2 separate regions of the Sus scrofa genome follow, and region 1 is linked to region 2. Evidence: chromatin contacts called from public promoter capture Hi-C data. All regions are on one chromosome and are shown on one strand. Each heading gives the region's core, a stretch centred on a gene start, on an enhancer-like site or on the middle of the called end of the contact. The rest is flanking DNA. Distances are from core to core; before and after follow the strand shown. Region 1 has its middle 26 kb from the start of PCOLCE2. Region 2 holds the start of RASA2 (ras GTPase-activating protein 2).

Region 1 (5,548 bases), core at 583-3,082, 1.4 Mb before region 2:
GGAGAATGTCACGTTTAAAGGATCTGAGGAGTTCCCGTCGTGATGCAGTTGTTAACGAATCCGACTAGGAACCATGAAGTTGCGGGTTCGACCCTGCCCTTGCTCAGTGGGTTAAGGATCCAGTGTTGCCATGAGCTGTGGGGAAGGTTGCAGATGCGGCTCGGATCCAGTGTTGCTGTGGCTCTGGCGGAGGCCGGCGGCTACAGCTCCGATTCGACCCCTAGCCTGGGAACCTCCATATGCCGTGGGAGCAGCCCAAGAAATGGCAAAAAGACCAAAAAATAAATAAATAAAAAGTAAAGGATCTGAGCAGCTCAGATAAGATGTTCTTTCACAGATAAATAATATAGAATATTAAAGGCCCTAAAGATTACACAATCCAGCCTCAGTTTGTAAATAAAGATGCCAGAGTCCAGAGAACATAAGACTTCTGTTCAGTCTCACAGTGTATGAGGAGAGCCAGGACCAGGAGTCAGCAGCCCTCACTTTTACCCTTTTACTTCCCCTATATGACCAAGCTTCTAAAGTACGGGGAATGTATACATGTAAGGATAACCTGACCCCCTTGCTGTACAGTGGGAAAATAAAAAAAATAAATAAATAAAGTACGGGGAAATGGCTCTTTACTTGTTTATTGTATCAACTTTCTTAAAGTATTTAAGCAAGGTGCTCCAGACTTACAGCTGTTTATGGTGACCATTGACTCAGTGAAAAAGAAATTTAAAAGATATCCCTACGTGGGCAAATAACAAGATACTGATTAATAAAGACTTGAAGATATCCTTAAGAACAACTTGTTTATAGCATATACATTTACAATGTAAAATTTAAAAATATTTATTGAGCATCTACCATGTATATGACATGTAGTTATTCCCTTTATACACTACTGAATGAATAAATAATAGACACACTTACATAACATACACCATGTTCCAGTCTCTGCTCTAAATACTTTACATCCATTAATACACCGATCTTCACAACACCCTGCTATTATCATCAGCCCCATTTTACAGATGCGGCAATTGAGGCACAGAGAATTTCACCAAGATCACGGAGTGAATAAGCAGATCTCTACTAATCTGATCATCTGGCACTATATGCTGTGAAAACTATGATCCACTTCTTGTTTTAAGGAACATAAATATAGGAAAGGTGAATGCCAGTGCAGATTTAAGGAACAGTTAAAGAGGAGTATAACGTTCACCAGGCAGGACATAGAGCTGAGGGAACTAAAGCAGACCTCTTTGGGTCTAAGTGGCAGAAACAAGAAAGAAAGAAAGGAAGGAAGGAAGGAAGGATGGATGAAAGGAAAGAGAAAGAAAAAGGAAGGAAGGAAGGAAGGAGGAAAAGAAAGGAAGGAAGAGAAAAGGAAGGAAGGAAGAGGGAGGGAGGAGAGAAAGAAAGAAGAAAATGCTATTTACTTGCTGTCTGTTTTTGCTGTTATGGGTTAATTTGCGTTCCCCTCAAGCCGCAAAATTCATATTGAAGTCTTAACACCTGAGACGCAGTTTTCCTGAGTCTGGAACCTCCTGGGGGTCACTTACCTCAAAGAGTAAACCTGGCTTCTGCTGGGGTGGGAGAAAGGGAGTCATCTGGCTGCTGAGTGAGGGAACTTGGGGATCTGATGGCTCCCTCAAAAGACTTTCCATAAACCTCCTATTTGCAGCCCTGCCTCCTGCTCTCTCTTTCAGAAGAATCTGTGCCCCCTAGTCCCAGGGCCCTTCTGGGATGTTGTACTGATCTGGCTTCCTTCTTAATAGCTTCCCATCTGCAGACATGCAGGTTTCTGTTTTCCTAGCCCCACTGGGTTAGTCATCATTCATCTAGTCCTTGTCCCTGTTCCCCACAGGGTTGACATTGACTCTTCACCCCTTTACTCTGTCCTTGTGGATGTGGGGCTGTCATTTTCGCGGAATTTTGGAAGGGATCAAAGAAAAGTGTATGTTTTTAAATGGAAATGTTTAACCACCAGAAGTCTATTCTGGGGATTTTCAAATAATCCTCTCTGAGCATGCCACAGGGACTGCCTTCCAGCTCGGGGTGGGGGTAGGGGTGGGGGTGGGGTAGGGGTGTGGGGGCAGAAAGGAGAACGGAGGAAAAAGCATGGGCAGGCACTGGCTTCCACCCCTATATCAAGCAGAATATTTCTGGTTTTTTGTTTTGTTTCATATTTTAGGCTTCTCAGATTTCATTTGGAGAAGGAAAAAAAAAAAGCATTTAACTAAAAATAGAAAACCTTAAAAACCACTGCACAATACCAGGATGCTGCCTCCATATTTTATAGGGTTGTAATCATAGTGTACACCCAGTTTGGTATTCTGGTTTTGTTTATTTATTTATTCTACAGTATATTGCATTATAAACATATTTTCTTATTCCTGTAGCTTTTTTAGTACCACTTTCTTAACCCAGTGCCTGGCATATAAATCCTTGGTAGACTGAGATTGAATGAATGAACGAATGACAATATTTTTTTTGGCTATACAGGCAGCATGTGGAAGTTCCCAGGCAAGGGATCAAACATGTGCCACTGCAGTAACCAGAGCTATGGCAGTGACAACGCCAGATCCTTAACCAGCTGAGCCACAAGGGAATTCCGTAATTACAATATTTACTAGCTGCTGTTTCTAATCTTTTTATTATAGTAATGATTTCTGTTAAATACATGCATTCATTCACCTCACACATATTTGTTTAATACCTACTATGTGCCATGCACTGGTGAATGGTACTGGGAATATGGCGATGAATAAGCTGGCCATGGTCCTTTCCACACCAAGCTTACAGTCCAAAAGAGGAATCTGGCAAGGGATTTGGCTAGTACAGAAGCATAGATGTTATAGGAAACAAAAAAGACTGAACAAAAATTGGAGCCTTTAGTAAAGGCCATTAGTCTAGACTTGATAACCTGGAAAGGCCCCCTGGAGGAAGAGACCAAGGAAAATCATTTGCAAAATAAACAGGATGTGCCAAGTACAGAAAAGAAGACAAACTCTCCACGCAGATGAAGCAGCAGGTGCATGACTGGGCACAGAGGCGATGGTGGCACATCCCAGGACCTGGAAGTGATTCAAGATGACTGGAGAGCAGTGTGCACATGGGTAAAAGTCCAGATATAGCCCAAGAGGCAGATAGGAGCCAGGAATTAAAGATCTGATGAACTCCCTACATTTGGCCTGCATCCTGTGGCCAATGGGGACCATTAAACCTTCTTAGAGTAAAACCCATTTGCCATTTCAGGGTCAAATCTACAGATCCTATAGGGCCTATAAGCTGTGATGAGTCTGCAACTCATCCCTAAGAGAAATGGGTACCATTAAGGGGACAATATTTGCATTTCGATAAAAAACCCCAATCTGATTGCAATGTGAAGAATGGAAGGAAAAAGAAGACCATTTAGGACTAACAGAGAATATAAGAGAACGGCAAGGGGGATGAAGAAAGTCAGATGGGTTCAAGGAACAGGCACAGGTAAAAGCAATAAGCCTTTGCGGCTGGGTGTGGGAAGCAAATGAGAAGAAAGAGGGTCAGATGACCCCGGACTTCTGGCTTCAGCAATGCATGGATCGTGGCACCATTTATTAAGACAGAGATCACAGGATGGGGGAAGCTGATGAGTTCAACTGGGCACATTGGGATTAAGACGGCTGAGGAACATCCAAGTAAATTGCCTATAAAGTAAATACAAATGTCACTCAGAAGCAGGTGGGGCTCTAGGTATCCTCAGCATGGAAGCGGTTAAGGTAGGTGGAACTGAAGAGGAGAAGTGCAATCCCTCAGGAAGAGATGGGAGAGAGGAGCTGGTACGTGGTCAGATAGATCCCCAAGGGTCCTGATGGTTCAGGATGGGCACAGGAAGATGAGCCTCCTCAGGAGCTGAGAAAAGAGCAGCCACTCACGGTGTTGGAGGAAATCCAAGGAGGCTCTGGGCTGTGGAAACCGAGCAAAGACAGTGCAGGAGGAAAGGTCAGTGTGTCAACGTGATGTGACCTGCAGAGGGGCATCAGGAATGTTGCTGGTGCCCTCAATAAGGCAGCTCCAAGCAGAATGCCAGGCTGCAGCAGTTCAGAAACCTCTGAATTTCAAAGTATTTAGGCAAGACTTTCAAGAAATATGACTGAAAGAGAGAAGAGAGCGGGGAGGCCTGGCTGAAGGGGAAAAGCTAGCAACCAACCAAACAAAACCGACCAACCACCCCGATAAACAAACAAAACTCCCTAATCTATTTACAACTCAGGGTTCTCCAAAGTTTGGCTCCAACCAGCTTATTTCCTATTATTCTCCCATTGTCACCCTGGGCTTCGGCCAAACAAGTTAGTTCCGCAAATAAATTGCACAGCACACCACCTCCTTTTCTTGGTTTATATTGTTTCCTCCCTTGAAATGTCCCTGTCACAGACCTCTGGTGCAACCCTCACCACCCCAGCCCACCTCTGGCTCTTGGAAACCCCTGTGACCTCCATCCTGAGCCTTTCCAGGGCTCACTGCTTGTCCCACTCTCCTGACCCTTCCTGTCTCCTGTTCCTAAGGTATTTGGCTATTTCCCTCATGCCTGTACTTGATTGCAAATTCCTTGAAAGCATGGGTTGTAGCTTACATAGCACTTTATAAGCTCTTTTAATGCAGTAAGAGTTCAATAAACATGAATGAGTAAAAGTTTCAATGAATTTCATGGAAGCGTTTCTTTACCATACACAGTTGGTGCTCTGTATGCTCACTCCGATCCTGTTCTGGGCTCCTGCATTTTCATTAAATAGTAACTCCCTGGACACACGATGTACCAGGCATATAAACTCTTTTATGTATCAATCTTATGAGATGGCTACTATCATCACCCTACTTTATAGGTGACGACATTAAGGCTCAAAAAGGTTAAGTAACCTGCCTGAAGGTCACACAGCTTGGTTGAAGCCAAACTCCAAATTCAGATTTCTTGGGCCTTGGAGCTTGTGATCTTATCCAGGACAGCATGTTGACATTGCTATCTTCTCTCTGCTGTCCTTGCTGCCTTAAAGAGTGAAAAAAAAAATTTTTTTAGGAAAAGCTTTAATGTTGCTTTCAGTAACAGCCATACAAAAGTTTGTAAAATATGTTACTTTAGAAAGCCCCTTCAGACTGGTAGAAAAGTCAGGGGATTCTGTCATTTTTCCTTCTTTAAAATTCCGTAATGAGTAACTAGCATAAACAGTCGGAACCTCTAAGAAATATCCAAGTAGAATATAGTCTTTGAGAAAGCAAGATATTGGAACCCTAGAAAGGAGGGAAGTAGCTAGAGAGGACAAATATTCTTTTTTCTTTGATTTTATCCAGCAACATCTAATATTTAATAAATTCTGAATGTTCAACTCCCTGGCATAGTTCTGAAAACCAATTTTTTATACAAATTATGTTTGTTTCCTAGGAACATTCTTTCGTGGTGACACAAAATTAGGTGGCCTTAGTTTTTCCAAACTTGTAAAAAGGCCTCTTCGCTTGCCCGACTTTGTTTTTCTGGTAGAGAAACATCAAGCATAACAACTTATCACTGCCTGGAATGAGAACC
Region 2 (6,279 bases), core at 3,072-5,571:
GGATGAACTTCCTGCCACAGACTCAAGTAGTTTTCTCTTAATAATACTATCATCTTCTAGTTTGTTTAGCTGTAAAATTTACAGAACACTTTCCTATCTAATATGTATATAATATGTATCTCAAATCCTCCTCATGATATCATAGTGAGAAGTAAGGCATTTTTCTAAAGGCCTATTTTGTTCCAGGCACTGAGCTAACACCTGGACAGTTTAAAAAAAGGGGGGGAGGGATAAAGAATGAATTCAACCTCAGAAGAACCCCCAAAGAAGGCTTTGGTCAGGAGATCACATGGAGTAGGGTTTTGAAGGATGAGCAGGAGTTCCCTGACATAAATATGGGCTGGGGGGAAGGAGAAGACTCTCAAGCAGAGGGAACAACATGTACAAAATGGCTAGTAATGAGGCATTATTCCCATTTTAAAGATGAGGAAGAAAAATGAAAGGTATGAGTGAGTTGCCTAAAGTCACATGAATAATAATTAACAATGTGCAAAAGAGAATTCAAGTCTTCTGATTTTAATCAGCTTTGTACACCAGGAAATGCTAGCACATGCTGGACAGAACCTAGATAAACATTAGTTTTATCTCCTACTTTACTCCCTCTTAAGATATGGTCCATGCCTGATTCAGTTGCTGAGCTGGGGGACTGGAGAAGGGGATTTATTCAATTCTCAAATCAATCTTGTAGGATAGAAATATTTTTACTACCCCCACTTACACATGAGAATACAGAGACACACACAAGTTAGCAAAAGTTAAAAATTAAGTGAAAAATCAAACCCAGGTGACTAACCTGATCAAGTCTCTCAAACACTTAACCATACCCCTTAGATCCTATTTTGTCAAACAGCCCTAGATCATTCTTCATCTGAAGAGATCAGGAGACCAAGTAAGTCCTGGGACACATCATGGTCCCACGCATCTCATACTGTACCACACATCTCAATATTCACACAAATCCTCACTGGGCTCCCTTATCAATCTGCTCTCCCTTGAGCAGATAAACCTGTGCATAAGGTGGTGTGGGCTCTTTAAGCATCATTTTTACAACCTGATTTAACTGGAGAAGTACAAACTTAACAAAAAGCAGTAACCAAAAAAGAGGACATCATAAAATAGTAGCATGAACCCTGAAATTATGAAGGAGAAAGCTCCAATCCCCATCTTTCACATGGGTGTTTTAGGGGGAGGGAGGCCAATGCCAAAGTGCTTCAGGAGGACTAGCATACTCACCACTCAGGCACTGTTCAGAACAAAGGATGGAGTCTGGAATGCAACCTTACTTTCCTATATCAAAGGTTCATATGACAATTCTAGAACATCAACAACCCGAGCTGCCCTTGAATATTATTATCTGGAGCTACCATGGTTTCCTACCATACTAATATGACTTCAAGGAATTGGGGATCAGCATATAAACTCAAATATTATAGCAACACCGGATTTGCTAATGTCAGCTGATTATTTAAAAGTGACCACAAAATGGTTTTCAATGTCATTTCACCTTGTGAAATATATGGGAAAATTAATAAAGATATTAAAACAAAATGCCTACAGAAGGTTGTGGATGACTATTCTAGAACTTTAGAGATATAAATCAATCCTTCCTTACTTTCTGCTGATATGATTTGGAGTTGGAGGGTTCTACTCAAGTCCAGGAAAAGGATGTTTCCTTTCAGCTTAACTTTCAACCCTATGGACCTCTAATTCTCCAAGTCAGAGGGTCTCAATCAAGTTTGGAATCTGCCAGCACATCTCCGGGGTAGTGGGCACCTCAGACCTTCCTCTGAGGTCTCCCAGCTTGGTGAAAAGGAAAACTGACATGGTTACCCCTGTCCCCAAGGTTCTTAATAGCTGCGTGGTCAGAACCGCTATCATCCCATTTCTGTGACTTTAGCACCTGCTAATAATGACTCTTCCAGCCCCCCAGCCCCCAACCTGCAAAACCCACATGTCAGTTTCAGGGAAACAGAAAACAGCATCTCTTCACAGCGTTCTGAAGGTCAACCAACTCTAGATTACACCCGTTAAAAGGAGGATGCAGAAATGGAGAGGGAGGTGGGGAGAAGCTTCCTATATAAGTATTCTATCGTTTTTTTTTTTTTTTTAATTAAACAGACACTCCATGACTTGAGCTATAAGCTGAGCAATTCAAAAAGCAAGAAACTGAGACAACAGATACAATACTTCCACTCTATGATTAAAGAGGTAGTATCATTCCCAGCAACTGGATGTTCAATCTCCAAGTCTGGGCAGTGAGGTTGCTCTAAGCCACAGAAACAAAGCTCTGTTTTTTTATTTGTAGGCCCAAGTTTCACTCAGTGATATCACTTACTGTGCTATCTTTGCTGTGGAGTAGGTTAAAGTGCAGGATAGCTAAGTCCTTCTGGAAAGAACCCAACCCTAAATCTCAACTCCAAGATATGTATATATCTAGTTCCACAGCATAACCTGCAGCTATGTAAATCAGTGAGGCTCCAATGGAAACTGCCTAGCATTAAGTGGTGACTAACAAATAAAGTAGTAAAAAGTTGGAAAATTAGATTGGGAGGGTGCTTTGGCCCATTCATGTATAGTTTTCCCAAATATTAAATTAGATATATGCAAATATTAAGCATAAGACTTAATTTGAATACTGAAAAGATTTTATACCCTAGAAGGTTGTGTTGGGAACTTTAATATAGACAAGATCTTCTTCTCAGGTGTCATTTTTCCAGGTTTTAAGAACTGTACCTCTCTTAAGAACCCCAGGACTATTTCTGGGAATAAAAAGGTGAGAGAATTTAACAGTCTGCTTCTGAGGTTTAATAAAATCTGAAATACTTGAAAGGAGGAGTAACTTGAAAGAGGAAAGTGGGAAAATCCAAGCTCAATTAATAATACCACTATTCGGGAAGAGGAAATTTTTACATCCTGCACAAGAAAGAGCATTGTTAACCATTTTAATGCAATTCGATTTTCATCATACAGAGTAAAAAGTACTCCTCATAACTAAGGGTTATTTACATGAAACATGTTTCTAATCTGAGGATACTGAATCAAGAAAGCAAAGCTAATTTTCCACAAACGCGAAAATAAGTTCTATCGATATATTTTACAAACAACATAAAGGGGAAAAAAAGTGTTTCCTCTGAATAAACGACTGGGAAAAAAAAAAAAAAAAAAAGCCATCTGACGCCAAAGGATCATTTAAAAAAATAAATGTCCAAATGACTGAACTCAAATGGTCTATAGTAATGCTCAGGGCCTCTGAGCAAAAATTCGAAGGCAACTAGGCTGGTCACTCACAAAAGTAACAATCACATGCATGAGAAAGAAAGGAATTAAGTGGGTTAAGTGCGGGCTGGATGACTGTGTTTTGAGACCTGCTCACAGGAAGCCACTACATCCTGCCTGAAGTCCCCGTCAGTCACGCTGTCTCTCGATTCAAGTCCCCGCCGCAGCGAGGTGGGGCGAGTACAGGTGTCCGGCCCCAGCCCCTCCCATCGCGCTCACTCGCGAGCACCCTTGCTGAGGCCACTCGAGTCCCAGGGTAGCCCTTTTCCTCCACTCTGGGCGCCGTTTCCAATGTCGCCCCGGCTCTGGAGCCCAGAAAACATGCAGCCCCCTCCCCTCGGGCCACCCCACTCCCCGCCCTCCTCCTCCGGCCGCGCCTCCTGGTAATTACCGCCCGGCTCCCACCAACCGGCCGCTCCCGACGCCCGCAGCCACCCGGAGGCCTGCGTCGGAGGGCGGCCGGAAGCGCCTCACGCCCCCAGCCCGCGCCCCCGGCCGCACCCCGCGTCGGGGCGTCCCCGCGCCCAGGCCGCGCCCCAAAGGCGAGCCCCTGGCGCCAGCGCTGCCCGAGAGCCTACCCCCACCCCGGCAAATCCCCGGCTTTCCACTCCCTCACGAGAGGGGTAGCCCCAGCCCACACCGCCCCGTCCGGGCGACGCCTCCCCCAACACACACCCCCCTTCCAGCCTCCCTGTGCCGGCCCTCCCCGCGCGCCCTGCCCAGCCCCGGCCCCCGCCCGGGCCCCTCTCCGCCCAGTGATCCCAGCGCGGCTCGGCGCCGCCACCCCCGCGCGCCCGCCGCCCACTCAGTCCCGCCGCCGCCGCCGCCGCCGGGTGGGTTCCCTCAGTCCGGCCGCGCTTACAGATCTTGCCCCGCAGGCTCTGCAGCACTCGGACCTCGCGACTGTCCTCGTCCCCGGCCTCTGGCTCTGCCGTCGCAGTCGCCGCCGGCGCCTCGGAAGAAGCCGCAGCAGCAGCAGGCGCCGCCGCCGCCATGGTGCCGCCCGGCCTGTGCCGCAGCCCCGCCGCCTGCGTAGCCGGGCGAGGCGGAGCCCAGTCGCGGCCTCCGCCAAGGCGAGCCGCGCGCCTGGCCCCGCCCCCCCGGGCCTCTGCCTGGTTCGCCCCGCCCCGCCCCACCGCCGCCCCGCCCCCGCCCCACCCGAGCCTAGTGGTCGCCGTCCCCACTCCACCGAACCCCGGCAGCTCTGCTCGAACTCATCTCTAGACATTCCTCTTCTCGGCCCCATAAAAGGTTCTAGCACAAGTGCGACTCCAAGTCGGGACTCTGAGCAGCCTCAAAATTCCACTGAGGGAAAACCCTGCCCTTTCGAGGTTCTCCAAATCCCCCTGGGAATTAGCCTTTCCGCGCCACACCCCCACCACTAGCAGATTTCCACATCTAACACTCAAGGGAACTCCAAGTGGGAAGAAAATAGAATGGAATTTGACAGTTGCGTGGACCTCAAAACTACCTTATTCAAAAGGAGCTAAGAGGCGCCTTAGAGACTCCCCCCTCAAGCCACACGCCCCCCCCACACACAAATTCTTACTTTTAAGTAAGAACACTGTTTTGCAAAAGGTAATTCAAAAACAAGTCCATACTCCCAATCACAACTTGAGTACAGCGCCTGAGACCCTCCCACAGAGAAACTTTGAAGCCTTTCCCACCACTTGTGTGTTTTGGAAACTGAGAGCAAAGAAAGGTCAGACTCCATTCCCCCCCCCGCCCCGCCCCGCCCCGCCCCCCGCAGCCCTAAACGAGCTTGATAAAAGTTGATTGACACTAGGAAATTCATAAATCTTTGACTAGCTGTTAGCTTTACTTCAAGGGAACTTTTTGCAGTGAGTAAACTGCATGAATAATACCCTGGTATGTGAGGAGGAAGATGATTTCCTAGTCTTGAGGTTAACTACACTGCCTTAAGAAGGAAGAAACTGTGACTTAATAGGGCAGGGTAGTCGTTTTCTAGGGCAACAGTAGGACTCAATCTGACAACAAATATTTTATGAGGGTCAGACTTAACAATAGATAGTGTCAGAGACTGCACAATGTCAAGGTGAAGATAGCCCCAGCTCTCCAGCAGCTCAGAATTCAGGGAAACACAGAAAAAGACATAGGGACCAGGAGAAAAGAATAAGGTGATTAAAACTGGGAAGTCAGGAAAGAACTTCCTGGGAAATGTAGAGATGAACTGAAGACAACAGGGGAGAGGCAGAAATGTGCCAAGGAACAGAAGCCACTTGTCCAAAGGCTGGACAGCCAGAGAGAATGGCCTTGGTATATGTCTGTGGCCGGGGAGTGACACTTCCAATTCTGCTTGTGTTGCCAGTGATTTTACACACGTTGGAGCAAGTGAACATACCTCCTCTTATATGAATGTTTTGCTGTCATTTCAAACAATAAATCCAAAACTTAATTCCCTATCTTCCTTTCCAAATCTGAATTCATAGCCATATTCTGTTATCTGAGCTAGAGACTGACTCTTTTTTGAATCCCTTGTCCCCATACAGTTTTCAATTGCCACATCCTTCTGACTCTGCTAAAATATCTTTTCTCTCTTCCTTCCTTTCCATTCATTCCCTATCAACATGTTATAGTGGGGTTTTTTTTGTGAGTTTTATTTTCAAAAAGAAAGAGACAAAGCTGGGTTGAAGCCTAATTCTATCCTTTTTACATGCAACATTTGGGCAAGTTAATCTTTCTGAACCTGTTTTTTAACAGTAAAATAGGAATGTTGTATACTTACTCTTCCTTCTTTAGAGGGTGATTATTGAGCATGTATGTGGAGGAATGCTGGGCAGTTAGCAAATAGAGGAATGCTGGGCAGTTAGCAGAATTAATTCAGTAAACGTCACCTCCTGCTCTTGACTGGAACTCTTGTCACAGGTCTCCCATCCCTCTCATTCCTCCTGCACACCACTTAAATTAATCTTTTTAAAGAAAAATTGGAGTTTGTCACTTTGCTCAAGAAAGCATCACTGGCTTCATTTATCCCTTCAGCCA

What was found. Promoter capture Hi-C pulls out the DNA fragments that hold promoters and counts their contacts.
Region 1: a contact with region 2 is called in a promoter capture Hi-C map of fetal liver, with 17 times the contacts expected there. The contact joins the enhancer-like site here to the promoter of RASA2 in region 2. A contact is called at or near these places in 5 of 5 promoter capture datasets (fetal liver, fetal skeletal muscle, liver and 1 more) and 13 of 47 Hi-C or Micro-C datasets (alveolar macrophages, blood, differentiating spermatogonia and 9 more).

Annotation. Positions count from the first base shown.
Region 1 is chr13:83,616,250-83,621,797 of Sscrofa11.1, reverse strand. No RefSeq gene overlaps it. Among named protein-coding and RNA genes, the nearest start is that of PCOLCE2, 26 kb to the right of the region's middle. Within about 2 kb of position 1,832, at least 2 of the 83 cell types and tissues checked have an H3K27ac peak or open chromatin away from gene starts, as enhancers often do. A contact at or near this core is called in fetal liver, where this site is marked.
Region 2 is chr13:82,228,180-82,234,458 of Sscrofa11.1, reverse strand. It overlaps RASA2 (ras GTPase-activating protein 2), which reads right to left and starts at 4,321. Exons shown (of 24, transcript XM_021069545.1): 1 at 4,139-4,321. The coding sequence starts at 4,271.